2 separate regions of the Sus scrofa genome follow, and region 1 is linked to region 2. The links are chromatin contacts, called in public Hi-C maps. All regions are on one chromosome and are shown on one strand. Each heading gives the region's core, a stretch centred on a gene start, on an enhancer-like site or on the middle of the called end of the contact. The rest is flanking DNA. Distances are from core to core; before and after follow the strand shown.

Region 1 (7,456 bases), core at 3,586-6,085, 39 kb after region 2:
ATGCATATCGCTCCTTTAGGGTACTTGGAAAACCTGGCCAATTTAAAAAATTGCTGGGTGCACAGTGGACCTTGTTCCTTCCCTCTCCAGAATTTCTCCATGACCTGGAGTAGAAGGAGGGAACTTCTGGGGTTTTGGGGGGCTTTTTTTTTTTGGCTGCCCCTGTGGCTGGATCATTAACTCTTCTACCTACCCATCCACTCACCTATCCATCTGTCCAACATAGAGGTGGAGGAACTGGTATTTTTTTGTTTGCTATGACACCTCTCACTTTACCTGATCAGTGTGGGGAAGTGAGGTGACCTGCTGACCAGGAGTGCCTCTGCCCTGACTCACTCTGACCTTGGGCAAGTCACCTGTCTGCTTTGAGAGTTTGGGGAGCTGGAACAACCTCAGAGCTGCCTCGTGCGGGGTGCTTCTATTTCGCTGGCAGATAACAGAGGCAGGGAGTGGGGAATTGACTTGCCAAGGTCAGATAAGGAATGGGTGGATTTGGGACTGGATCCCAGGGTGCTGCCACTTTGTAAAGTGGGGATGGGAATCTGGCTCCCCTCGCCTCCTGGGGTGTTAGGGAGGACCCCATGAGGTAAGTGGTGGGAAAACGCTTTGAGAAGTGAGGTCACCAGGGCAGAATGTCCCAGCCGTGTAACCAAGGCTGGGCCACAGTGACCACAAGGGGTCAGCAGATGCTTGCGCGCCCAGCTGGATCTGCTTGTGCCTCCAGCTGGATCTGTGTGCCAGGATCTGGGAGGGAGGCCAAATCACTTCATTCCTGAGGACCCCTATTACAAACAAGAGGACGACAACGGATGCTTCCCAGCCCAGCCCCTTGGTGGGGCAAGAAGTGTTACCTGGGTATTACAGTTCAGGGCCTGGCCCAACTGCTGACTTGGGAGCTCTGCAGGACTCTGAGGGCTGAGGGGGCCAAGCCAGAAGCGAGCCTTGACCTGGATCCTGGCCTCCCACAGTAACCTTTCTCTGGGCTTCAGCTCTCCTACCTCCAACTGTTTTTTGTTTGTTTTTTGAGTGGAGGATAGTACATGTGCTGGTGGCAGATCTCTGCACTTCTTTCCATTCTCAAGCCTGAGATGCAGCACAGACCTTTACACACATGATGCTCCATACATATCTGTTGAGTGGATGGGAGCAACTCCTGCTATGAGCAAAGCCAGAAAAATCCAGGTCAGCTTGTGGCCACAGATTCAAAAGTAGATGCTGGTTTATGTCTCATTTTACCCAGGAAAAGAGAGGCAAAAGCTAAGAGGGAGGCAGGGCAGCACGGTGCACAAATTTGGAAGGAAGGCCTCAGTTCAAATCCCAAGTCGACTGCTTTCTGGCTCTATGTCCCTTAGCAAGTGCCTTGTAAAATGAATCAGTATGTTTCCTCTGCTATTATGCAGCTAGGTCTGGCTTACCTCTGGCCCCTTTGCTGAATGAGGATATCTGGCTGGAAGCTGTGTGTGGGGCAGATCACACATAGCAGAGTCAGGAGGGCTCTATTTTGTGGTCCCAGTATCCACTCTGCAAGCCCTTGCTGACCTCAGATATTTAATTCATTTTCTCTAGAGAAGAGACACATTGTTTTCTGCCTGGGAGAAATGTTACCTGCACTTTGCAAACTTCAGTGTAGAGAGAGGTAGGACAGTAGGTTGGAGCAGCTATCCCCCCACCCCTGCCCCAGGGTGTATGTGAGGCTATGTTTATTATATAACTAAGCAGACACAAAAGGATGTCATAAAACATGTGGAAGGCATACAAAAATACAAGACATCATGGGCTCGCCAACCAGTTTGAAGAATAAAATCCCCCATTTTGTTCCCCCTCCTACTGTCTGCCATAACCTGTTGACTTTGAGCCTAAAGCCTCCCTGGGTTCTTTCAAGCCAACTGGCTCCCACCTCCTCTTTAGTTGGCTAAGAGAATGTTCTCAGCCGCTGCTTCCACCTGTTTTGCTCATCAAGTGCTCTCTCCTTCTTCCCATATTCTAAGCACTTGTTGAAATTTCTCATTCATCAGTGATCCATCTTTTTTTAAAATTGAAACACCCCCAACATGGTGTTTTTAAGCCCTCTTAACTGTTCTCTTTGTCTCCATGGCCTCTGCCACCCTCTAAATGATTTTTTTCCCCCTGTCTTCTTTTATTAGAATGTAAGCTTCAGGATGGCAGAGATTTTAGTCAGATTTCTTTCACTGCTCTATCATCATGATAAATACCATGAGGTATTTATCAGGGCCTAGAAGAAGATTTGGCATATGATATGAATTCAATGAACATTTGTTAAATAAAGTCTTTTTTTACTTCTCTTTGCTGTCAAATGCTTAGTACTATTTGAGATATTTATTTATTTATTTTGCCTTTTCTAGGGCTGCTTCCCGCAGCATATGGAGATTCCCAGGCTAGGAGTCCAGTCGGAGCTGTAGACGCCAGCCTGTGCCAGAGCCACAGCAACGCGGGATCCGAGCCGAGTCTATGACCTGCACCACAGCTCACGGCAATGCCGGATCCTTAACCCACTGAGCAAGGCCAGGGATGGAACCCACAACCTCACGGTTCCTAGTTGGATTCGTTAACCACTGCACCATGACAGGAACTCCCCTATTTGAGATTTTTATACTTTTGTTTCAGTAGGGTCTCTTTGGGTCTCAAGAAAGATGGGAGGCAAACATGGGTGCTTCTCAAATACCCTGAACGAAAAGTCTCAAAGTCAGTGGTTCTTAATGTAGACGGATCACGGACCCCTTTAAGATTATGATGAAACCTATGGAACACACAAATTGGCACTTACATTTAAATTTACACGTAATATATGAAGATCATAAACTCCATCCTAAGGACCTGCTCTCTTAGAACATTTCTGGAAAGATGTGTGGAAACTATCCACATACTGCTCCAGAGAGGAGGAAGAGGGGAGTTCTTTCATTATACACCTTATATACTTCAGTTCTAAATAATGCATGTATTACAATTTTAAAGTTTTAGAAGCCAGTTAAATATTTTAAAGGAACTTTTGTTTTCACCCCTTGGGGTGATCACAGACTCACAGGGAGTTCAGTGTACTTAGCTTTAGGATAATAGGCAGCAGTGGGAGCTGTGGCTAAATGGAACTTGCATACCCCACACAAGATGCTTAAATTCACAGCATGAAAAACATGGTGTTGACCAGACTGCTCAAGTCTCTGTTTAATTTGTTTCGTCAAACATTTCACAGAACACCCTCTAGTTCAATAACTAGGGAATATATACTGAGCACCTACCATGCCAAATGAGCTTGACATACATGATTTTTTTTACTCTCAACCTGGAGGTAGGGATTATTATCCTCATTTTACTGATGAGTAAGAGGAAGCTCAGTGAGGTGACTGAAGGTCCGGCAGCTAGGGTGTGATAGAGCTGGGATTTCCCTAGTGGCTCTGACTCTCAAAGCCCAAGATTTTCCCTCCATATCACTGTCCATCAAAATGTGGTCCACAATCCACCCACATTAGACATCCCTGGGGAACTCATTAAAATGCATGCTCCTGGATTCCCCCTCAGACCTTTTGTTTGACTCAGAATCCCAGGGAGACGGGGCTGGAAAAAACTGAATTTCTAATAACCTTCCCTGGGGTGATTTGAAACAATTATTAGTTTTGAATAGGTGAAACCGACACCCAGTTAAAACATTCAAGAGGTTCAAATGGTATAAATGAAAAGCAAGCCCCAGCTGAATTCCCCACTTGCACATTTCTCCTCTACCCACTTCCCCCCTCCAAATCGCTTTCCCTTGAGTCAGCACATTCAAGTTTGAGGACCATCTTTGGTATATGGGATATACCAAGATGGGCAGGTCTCTGCACTCCAGAACTTACAAAAATCTGCAGCTAAAACAACCATTCGGGGGCGGAAGCCCAATACCCATCCTTTCAGCCTGTATTTCCTAGTATTCGTGGAAACCATCAACCTTCCCTTTAGGATAGATTCTTTAAAATCAGTGATGTTTAACCTTTCTGGGAACACAGATCCCACTGGGACTCTCATGAAAACTAGGGACCTTCTCCCGGGAAAAATGCAAACAGGTAAAACTCCACAGAAGTTTTACAGGCCGCCAGCCCAGATTGTCAGGATGTCCAGGAGCTCCAAATTAAGAACTTCGCTTTTAGATGTGTTCCTTTGTACTAAGAAGCTCCGCTTACTAAACTCTTTCTATATTCCTTTAGAGAGCCTGAACCATGTTGCCACTTGCAGCGAAGTGTCCTGGATGAAGCCGAGGCCAGCTGACCCAGGAGGTAGAGGCGTGGTGACTTCGGGCCTCTGAGCCTGGTGGCAGCGGGAAGGACCCACAGACAGGTGATGGACCCCTTGGGGGGCGTTGGGCTTCCTCCCCAGCTTTTAACGTCACTCGGCTGGGTCCCTGTGCTTCGGGAGCATTCTCTGGGTTTCGGGGAGCGCCGGCGCGGGGCAGCGTGCAGAGCTGCGCTGGGAGCCGGCTCCGCATTCATCATTGTTCGCCCAGCGCCTGGCACCGGTTGGGGCGCAGGCAGGGATGGTGGTCTGAAGCGCGCCATCCCTTCCGCGGCGCTCGCTCGCTCGTCAAGATCGCGCCCACGAGTATTTCTAGGGCGTCTTCCTAGGGCTAGACTCGGAGCCGGGAGCTGGCGACGCAAGCGAGGGTGGAGGTCCAAGTTCAGTCCCCCGCGCGCAGAGGGGGACGAGAGCTGGCGGGCGCAGGCGGCACCAGGTGCACCTGCCGGGAGGGACGCGAGCGCGCCCCCGACGCGCTCTCGCGACAGCGCCCCCGGCCCCGCCCCAAGCCTCCACCCCCGCTTCTCCCCCCTCCCCCGCGCCCCCGACTCGGCCGCGCTCGGGTCTGCGGGCTCTATGGGGAAAGCGGCCGCTCTGTGCCGAAGCGGCGGCTTCAGCGGCCGCTCCCGCGGGCTCTCCTCTCTCTTCACGGTTGTCCCCTGCCTGTCCTGCCACACGGCGGCGCCGAGCATGAGCGCTTCCACGCCCGGCCCCGGGCCGGAGCCCAAGCCTCAGCCCCAGCTAGTGCCCCGGCCCAGGCGGGAGCTGATGTCAGAACAGGTGTCGGAGCCAGTTTCTGAGCGGATGCCAAGATCGGAGCCTGAGTCCAAGATGTCTGTACCGAGGCCAGGGTTCAAACAGGAATTAGAACTGCTGCCCGGGTTGGGGACGGGGTCAGGGCCCGGGCCAGAGTTGGGCTCAAGCCCAGGGGCTGGGCCCTTCACCAAGACCCCATCCGAGCAGGTGCCGGCCCTGGGGCCAGTATCGGGGAGCGTGCCCTTGAACAAACTCGAGTCAGGGTTGTTGCCGGCATCAAAGCCCCCACGACCGGGACAAACGAAGACAAATCTTGGGGCTCCAATGCCAGGGAGTGGCACAACTTCCACTGTCCCGGTGGCCTTACTACCTCTGGACAGCTTCAAAGGCTGGCTTCTCAAGTGGACCAACTACCTGAAGGGCTACCAGCGCCGTTGGTTCGTGCTCGGCAATGGCCTCCTCTCTTACTACAGGTATGGAAGTGTCAGGGTATGGAGTCTAAGTTTGGAGGGTTATGATGCTGCAGTGATGGGGACAGAGGGCATCCATGGTTAGAGGACACCACCGGTAGCCTAGGGACGTTTGGGAACACGTAGTCTAGTAGGAGAAATAATACCTCTGACCAACCTTCAAGGGCTGGGGCCCTGACATCTGACAGGGGAGTTCCCTGTGGATGTGACCTCTGGCAAGCTTGAGTCTAGGGAGTGAGCAGGGAGGTTGGAGTGAGGGAGTGATTTGAGGCCTTAGGACCCCTCTGGTTTTGGTAACTGTGGGACTTGGGCCAACTAACCAGAGTCAGCCCCTCAAGTCCTTGATTCAGGAGCTAAGATTGTTGTATTAGAACTGAGGGGGATAGTAACCTTGTCATCCCTTGGGTCCCACTCGTGGGAGGCTCCAGTTCCCTCCTCAGTTGGTCAGACTATTTCTCGATTTTCCTGATGCCTGCTGGTTGCTGGCTTTAGGTTGGGCACAGCAGTCTCACAGATGTATCAGACATTGTTCCTGCCCTCAGGAGCCCATTTTGGTATTCTATGGAGAACCAGGAAGCCCCCCACCCTGGCCTTTCTTATTCTAGAAGCAGTGTGGGATTAAAAATTGAAGTCCAGTGGAGAGATAGCTAACACTGTATTCCCCTGAGATTGACTGAAAGGGGGAAAATACTAAAGGCTGCCTTGGTGTGTTTCCTGGGTGTGGTTGGTTTAAACTTTGAGATCCCAGATCACTTTGTTCCTTTGATTCCCAAACCTAAGCAAGCATCAGAATTCCCTAAAGGGCTTGTGGAAACTTCAAGTGTTCAGCCACCCTGCGAGTTTCTTCTGTGGTGAGTCTAGGAGGGATCTGAGATTCAGCATTTCTAATAAGTTCCCAGGTGATGCTGTTCTGGGCTGCAGTCTGAGAAGCAGGGCTGCATTGTCATTGCAAGCAGGAGGGCCCTGCCTTGCTCTTTGCAAACTCAGGTCACCTTGCTGTCTTCACTCAGTTGGACAGTATTCCTTCAGGTCACCCACCAGAGCACTTATATGGTCCTTCCTAGCCTTTTTGGAACACAGCTTCTAGAGGATGGTTGAGTCGGTGATGTCCCTGAGAATTTGGGAGCTCCACTGAACTTAAATGGTAGTTCCCACTCAAAGCGGGGTCACTGTCATTGATTCCTGGCAAGAGAGAAAGCTGACCTGTGTTTCTAATGCGTCCATCTCATGTGGTGTCTTGTTGCCCCTCAGTCCACTCAGCTGCATCATATGGATCACAGAACATAGTGTTCTTAGAGCGAGGCAACTGAGCAAAAAGAGATCCTTTTCGAAATGGTGTTTTTATCTCACTTCCCATACTCTGTAAGATATGTAAACATTTCATCAAGGCATGCAATGATAGGGATCCTCAGTGATTTGTTATGAGTATGTGTCACTCTGTCTGCTTGTGGACAAGGGACATAACACATAGGGCACATCCACTGTGGACCACACTTGCTGTTTTATGTTGCATTCATTTATTTCATCCTCACAGCCACACTGTGAAGTGGGTTCCAGGATTGTCCTCTTGTACAGATGAGGAGCTCTGAGTTTTGACAGAGAGATGTGGCTTGTCCAGAATCTCTGGGCCAGGTGGGCAGGCGAGAGAGAGTCTGACCTGGGCCTTTTGCTCTGTGCCTGTCCCAGATATGTGTCCTAGTATCTGGCTTTACATTTAGATCTTTAATCCCTTCTGCGTTTATTTTTGTGTAAGGTGTTAGAGGATGTTCTAATTTCACTCTTTTACATGTACCTGTCCTGTTTTCCCCAGCATGCTTATTGAAGATACTGTCTTTTCTCCGTTGTATATTCTTGCCTGCTTTGTTGTAGATTAACTGACCATAGGTGCACAGGTATATTTCTGGGTTTTCTGTCCCAGATGTGTGTCCCAATACCCACTCATCCTTGAG
Region 2 (6,783 bases), core at 4,116-6,615:
TAGACCACCAGGGAACTCCCCAGAATTTTATGTTACTGTGGCGACTCAGGGAAATCAGATAGGCAAAAAAGAAAATTAAAATTGCCCATAATTCACTACTGAGAAATAACTTTTGGTGTATTTCCTTCCATATAATTTTTAAAATGTAAAACCTGTTTTTTAATAAAAATGAAGCCGTGCTCTTTAGCTGTGCTGATAGAAATAAAATGAGTTACATGTGTAATTCTAAATTTTAGAGTTGGTGAAACTAACAGTAATAATATATAATGGTATATACATATATATGTATGTATATATCTTATTTAACGCAGTTCACCAAAAAAAATATCATTCCAAGTTGTAATCAATGCAGAATTATTAATGACATATTTTTGCATGTTTTTTTTGCCATTTCTTGGGCTGCTTCCGCGGCATATGGAGGTTCTCAGGCCAGGGGTCCAATCGGAGCTGTAGCCACCAACCTACACCAGAGCCACAGCAATGCAGGATCCGAGCCGCGTCTGCAACCTACACCACAGCTCACGGCAACGCTGGGTCCTTAACCCACTGAGCAAGGCCAGGGATCGAACCTGCAACCTCATGGTTCTTAGTCGGATTCGTTAACCACTGAGCCATGACAGGAACTCCCATGGTTTGTTTTTTGGGGGGTACTTTTTAAGTGCTCCATAGCCATGTATGGTTATTGGCTGGCATATCAGATGGTACAGCTGTTGTTTGGCAATTTATTTTTTTCATTCTTAACATATTGCAGATGTCTTTCTATGTCAGTGTAGGTAGGTCTTCCTCTTTCTTTGTAATAACTACATAGAATATATCATCCACTAGGGTGTTTTGGGCTGCAAGTAACAGAAATGTAATACAAACTAGCTTCACAATGTGACATCCATTGGCTCATCCATTGGCTCACATGACCAGATTCCATCAGGAGCAAGGATTCCAGCCCCAGCCTCACTTGCCTCTCTTTGCTGGATTCTTCCTCCTGAGAGGCCCTTCTGTGTCTTCCCAGGGCTGCTCCCTTTTATGACTGAGGAAATTTGTCTCTGAATCCCCCAGCAAATGTCTCTTAGCTTCTGAAAGGCAGAATCCTATTGCAAGGAGATGGCCCAAGTTCCGCGCCTATCATTGATAGAGCAAAGGGACCATGGCAGGGCTGGCTTAGGCCAGTCAGGGCCCAGCCCCGGCGTGGAGTCGGGTGGGTGGATCGCAGCTTAGCAACTTCTGCTGGAACTTTAGGGTGTCTCCATTTCTAACTCATACCCTAAGCTGTCATAAGCATTCCCAAGCATCAGCCCAGTCACCATACAGACACTTAAGGGTCATCTGTCCCTGCTCCTGCTACCTGGAACTTCTGTTGGGTACTTGCCATGCGCCAGACATTGAGCCAAGTGCTTTACAGAAGATTGGACTTTCTAAGGTAGCTCAAAAAAAAAAAAAAAAGCACTTTCTTTCCCTGCCTGGCTTCTGAACAAATTGAGAAATAAAACCAAGCAGTGACAGAGGGAGAGTCTAGATCTGGCCTCTATTGCTGATGAAGCCTGGACAGTGGACGCAGCTGAGGGGAGAGGCTGATGGACTCAGCCAGGAGGCAGATGTGGGCAGTTGTGTCTCTGCTGCCCATCCCTTCAGCCCCTGAGTCCAGGAGGAAGCCCTCTCCTGTGGAGAAAAGAAGGGCCCTGTTGTTGACATCATTATCATCCTCATTTCAGAAGGATGGTTAAATAACCTGCCCAAAGTCACATCCCTAGTGTGCACAGCTGGGTCTTGAGCCCAGGAGTCGTGCTGGAGCCTGGGTTGTCCCTAGTAAGTGAAGGGTGACTTCACTCATGGTCTTGGTTCTCCCCAGACCACACTGAGCAGGTTCCTCTTCCTAATGGTCCTTTGGGGGTGACTGTATAGACAGCGACCCCACCTGTCAGTTGTCACAGTCCCATACCCTCCCACACGTTCTGGGGGCTCCCCCACTGCAAAATGAGCTGAGTCTCAGTGACCCTGAGGTCACAACTGAGTTCAGTCTCTAGACTGGCTCTGAACAGCCCCCAGTTTCCTACCACCAAGTCCTGAGCAGATCTTACAGACCCTGGCCTCAGAGAAGGGTTCCAAAAGGGAGGTTGGGGGGTGGGACACTCCACCCTGTTAATCTCCCTGCTCAACCTGTTTCTGCAGGTATTGCTGATTACAGACCCAGAGATGGAGAAACCATCGAGCTGAGGCTGGTTCGCTGGTAGCCCCTTGGGCTCACCCACCCTAACTGCCTCCCACACTTCCTGGGCTTCTCTCTCCAGACATCCCTGTAACAGCCACATGCTGACGCTGCTGCCTCCTCCTGTGCACTTGTCCCTGGATCACCCGAGTTACCACCCCTGTGGGGGTCCTAAGCCACTGCTCACCCTGGAGCAGGGAGCCCAGCACCTTCTCCAGGAGGTCTGACTGCCTGGGCTTGGCCGTACCTGGCCCTACAGGTATCCCGTGAAGGCTGAACGTGGGCTAGAGGGGGTCATGAATATCTCTGTTGACTCCTTGGCTCAAGAAGGCCGCCAGATGTTGGTGTTGTGAGTACCGCTGGCTCCAGGATTGGAGTCTTGCAAGGAGAGCTCCATGGCCTGACCCCAGCTCTTCACTCAGGCAGGGCTGTGGCCCCAGAGCCGGCCGTGAGGTAGCAGCTGGCAAGAACTCTGCAGGCCCGCTCTCACTGCACCTCCAAAATAATTAAAGAATTGATTGTGCACGTGCCCCAGTGTCCTGAGGCCTCATGCTTGGGGCCAGTGCAGGGGCTGGGACAGGGAAGGGGGAGACACCCCCTGGGGAGCGGCAGAGGAAGAGGATGTGTGAGCATTCTGCTGAGTGCTGGGGGACTGGTGCTGGCCATTATGATGCGATTACTGTTTGGGGAGTGTGTACCTGATAGACACTTTCTTGCACAACTCTGAGGTTGTTGATATTTCTGTTTTCCTCTCTGCTTTGCAGATGAGGAAACGGTGCTCAGAGAGGGGGAGTGACTCCCTCTCAGTGTCAGTCAGGGGGTGTGGCTTAGGAGACAGATCTGGCCTGGGGAGGCCCCCTGACTGAAACACTGAAAATCAGGGGCCTCAATGATTGTGTCATCTAAAAAGCACCACGCAAGAGTTCCTGGGGGCAAAATGAGGGCTGTAGCCTGGGAGACAGCATTTCAAAGAGCTCTGAGAAATTGCTCTGAAAAGGTAGGGGAGAAATCAGTGTTATTTATGATTTTAGTGAATGGGTTACATGCAGTCAGGTACACATATTGGCAGAAGGTCACAGCTAGTCTCCTGAAGGTTACTGCTCATCTTGTGAAAGTTACTTACTCCTAGTCACAAGGAGTAGATGACACCGTAATGATTTCACTGCTTTTCTAGATATGAGAAGATACAAGAATTGGGCTCATAAAATCTCCTGAAAATATCTCTCGAAAGCCTGTTCTGCCGGTTTACCCAGAGCACAGAGGGCCTCATTCCTGATCACCTTGAACACCTTTCAGGGTGTGTTAAAGGTCAGCAACTGTGTTGGCTAGTGACCTAATCCTTGTAGTGCCAGTTTTTAGTTGGCGATTGTTAGGATCTCATGACAGAGTCTAAATTCAACCAGAGGCCCGGGACCCTAGAGCTTTTCCCCAGAGCAGTCAGGGCACCACCCCAGGCCTCAGCAGCCAGTGGGGTGGGGAGCCTTCCTTGCAGCAGGAGGGCCTAGGCTCTGGGTGGCCCTCTGGGAAGTGGGGTTCAGGCCAGGGAGGCACCCCTGGCAAGGTTAGGAAGGGGCCTGCCTTCAGAGGCCCCTTTAGACAGCACATTGGGCTTTCCAGTAACTCCAAATTGTCAATGCTGCAGATTAAACATGTGCTTCTTCCAGGAGAGTCAGTCTCCAAGGTTTAGGGTCTGGGCAGGTAGGAAAAATAGGTGATTTAAAAGATGTTTTGATATTGAAATAAAGATCAAAGTATCTGAAAGCCAAATGAAAAAGGTGACACTGTCTAGGCCCAGGCCTCTAGAGTGCTTATTCACTGTCCTTCCTTAATCTCAGCCCAGGGCACTTTACTGGGGGAATCAGGACCTGCCCTCCTTTGAAGCGTGGGGGCTTAAGAGGTCTATGGCTTACCTCAGGTCACTCAGTCCACCAATTCAAGGGCAGCCAAAGGCAGTGAGGAGATGGAAGTTGGGGCTCAGGCCTTCTCCTGAGTATGGCCCTAGCAGTGACTATGTCACCTTCCAGTTCAGTTCCCCAGGCCCGCTATTTTCTCAGCCTGAGTCCTGAAGCCTGGGGATGGGTCTGACTGGCATAGGCCATCTCCTGACACTGGGTCAGATGTCCAGTCTGGCTCAGTCAGCAGGAACCAAGAAGGGGTATGGATGAGAGGACAGCTGCATCCTCAGTAAGAGTCTGATAAGCAAAGGCCCTCCCTGGGGTTGGGGACCAGGTTTGTTTCTGACCTGCATTTAGATCCGTGTGACTCCATCCAAACTGCGTTCCCCCTCACAGCCTAACTCACAGCTTGGTGGGGGTGGTTGGTTTACAGATGGGGAGACTGAGGCCCCCGCAGTCAAGTGATTTGTCTAGGAACATGCAATGGGGGTGGTTGGTTTACAGATGGGGAGACTGAGGCCCCCGCAGTCAAGTGATTTGTCTAGGAACATGCAATGACAAGAGAGCCCCATCCTACAGCCTCTGTAGCCCACTTGCTGGAAATGGGTTCTTCCTCTCTCCCAGTGCCTCCTGAAGGTGGAGACCCTTCCCAAATCACCTGCTTCCTGTGGGGGGGGGGGTGAAGTGGGGGCGGAGACAGTCAGATCTGAGGGATTTGGGAGCCTGTGGCAGGGCCAGGCTACTGGGAGCTGCTCTGGGCTTTTAGGTGGACCCCAGGGGATGTGAAGGAGCCCCTGCTTCCCTCCATGAAGCTGGGCACCTGCCTCCGTCCCCAGTCTCCCACAATAGCCTGTGGAGAGCTTTACTGCCTGAAGGTCAAGGCAGGTTAAAAACTGGAGCTCTCCAGCCAGACAGACTAAGTCTGAATCCCCCACTGTGCTTTGTGGCAGTCTTGGAGGAGGTATAGACACTGCCTACCACTCCCCACTAACTCAGCTCTGAGAAGATCAGGGGGTTATTTATTATGTTTTTTTATTTTTATTTTTATTTTATTTTTTTGTCTTTTTGCCTTTTCTAGGGCTGCACCCATGGCATATGGAAGTTCCCAGGCTAGGGGTCTAATCAGAGCTGTAACCACCAGCCTACACCAGAGCCACAGCAACACGGGATCCGAGCCTCATCTGCAACCTACACCACAGCTCACAGCAAGGCTGGATCCTTAACCCACTGAGCAAGGCCAGGGATTGAACCTGCAACCTCATGGTTCCTAGTCGGATTCGTTAATCACTGAGCCACGATGGGAACTCCAAGTTTTATTTTTTTAATTAAAGCTTACTGGAAACTGACAAAATCTTAAAAAGAATATAACCCTTAGGGGCCCTAGTTCCTCCTCTTCAGGAAATGTGGGGCGAGGTGGGCTGCCCCTTGACTGGCTCAGTTTCCCTCCCACAACCCCTCCTGGAGAAACGCTGTTTAAATAAACACCTATATATTTTGGTCCTTCGCTTGGAAATCTCCTGCCCTACAATTCGTAGTATTCAGCAGTGATTTGAAGGCTCCTATAGGTATTAGAATCATCAGAGGCAAATGAAGAAAAAAAAAAAAAGCACACTCCTGGGCCCACCAGATGGCATGTGATTCAGCAGGTCTGAATCAGCAGTGAGGCTGGGGATTTTAATTCCAGCCCAAGGATCATGATGGGGATTAGGGAACACTTGCAGTAATTCTCTGTTCTGGCCACCAGAGGGTGCCAGGGACCGTGTTAAGGGTCTCCCTTTGAGGTCTTGTTCCTCTAGACAGGTTGCCTTCATCAAGGACTTGCTGGTCAAACAGGCTAGGGGTGAACAGTATCCCAGCTGGCAGGAGCTCCCACAGAAGGAAACCGGGCATCAGAAAAGAGGCTCACAGCGGGCACTGGGCACTTGTGATTCTTGCATATCTGACTCTAGAGCTAAGAGAGGCCAGGGCTCAGCCTGGAATTCCTATCAGCCTGTCCTGTTTTGGGGTGTGCTGTTTACCCAAACCTCAGCTCTGAGACTAACCGTCCATTCTGATGGAAAAGCCAAGACTCAGGCAGGGGCAAAGGCTTAATGGCAGCTGCTCTGGCTCCCAGCCCACCTGGGGCTCATGTCCTGCCAGGAATGGGGACAGAGAATGGACACTAGGAAGTCCAGCTGTGAACCAGCCTCCAGTGCCCAGGAGATGGGACAGGGCCTGCTGGCCAGGGATAGATGCTGGCTGGCGGGGCCCTGCTTCCGCAGCTGTGGGTGGCCTTGGTGAGTCAGCTTTCCTCTGCCTGCCTAGAGGGGGCCCGCCCTGGGCTGGGAGAGGGAGGTGTTCGGATTAGGGAGGGGCATTAAGGTGCCCCGGTGGTCCAGCTCTTCTGGATGCTGAGGTCCCACGGGATATAACTGTGGCCCCGAGGCCCATCTTCGAAGGAGGTCTCCCGGGGTGGGTGTCCTTGAAGATGGAATCTCTGGAGAGGCTAGGGCTCTTTATCAGGCTCCCTCAGAAAGATACCCCGTGGTCTCCTGCTCTGTGTTCGTCTCTAAGAGGCTTGCCACGGCACTAGGTGGGGAGAGGCCTGATCCCCCACCAGTAGGGTAAATGGGAACAGACTGGCTGACCACTCCCGTGAGGGGGGGCTCTGCTGGCGGAGGGAATGCTAGGCGGATGGGGGAGAGACGG

Evidence for each region. Hi-C and Micro-C count contacts between places; a contact is called where the count stands out from the background.
Region 1: a contact with region 2 is called in a Hi-C map of embryonic fibroblasts, with 2.0 times the contacts expected there. The contact joins the promoter of OSBP2 here to the promoter of SLC35E4 in region 2. A contact is called at or near these places in 1 of 5 promoter capture datasets (liver), 12 of 47 Hi-C or Micro-C datasets (brain, embryonic fibroblasts, epiblast stem cells and 7 more) and 2 of 2 datasets of contacts at active chromatin or transcription factors (alveolar macrophages and skeletal muscle).

What each region holds. Positions count from the first base shown.
Region 1 is chr14:47,553,253-47,560,708 of Sscrofa11.1, forward strand. It overlaps OSBP2 (oxysterol-binding protein 2), which reads left to right and starts at 4,836. Exons shown (of 15, transcript XM_021072949.1): 1 at 4,836-5,510. The coding sequence starts at 4,858.
Region 2 is chr14:47,513,237-47,520,019 of Sscrofa11.1, forward strand. It overlaps SLC35E4 (solute carrier family 35 member E4), which reads left to right and starts at 5,366. Exons shown (of 4, transcript XM_021072952.1): 1 at 5,366-6,783. It overlaps TCN2 (transcobalamin 2), which reads left to right. Exons shown (of 11, transcript NM_001244436.1): 11 at 2,164-2,730. The coding sequence ends at 2,225.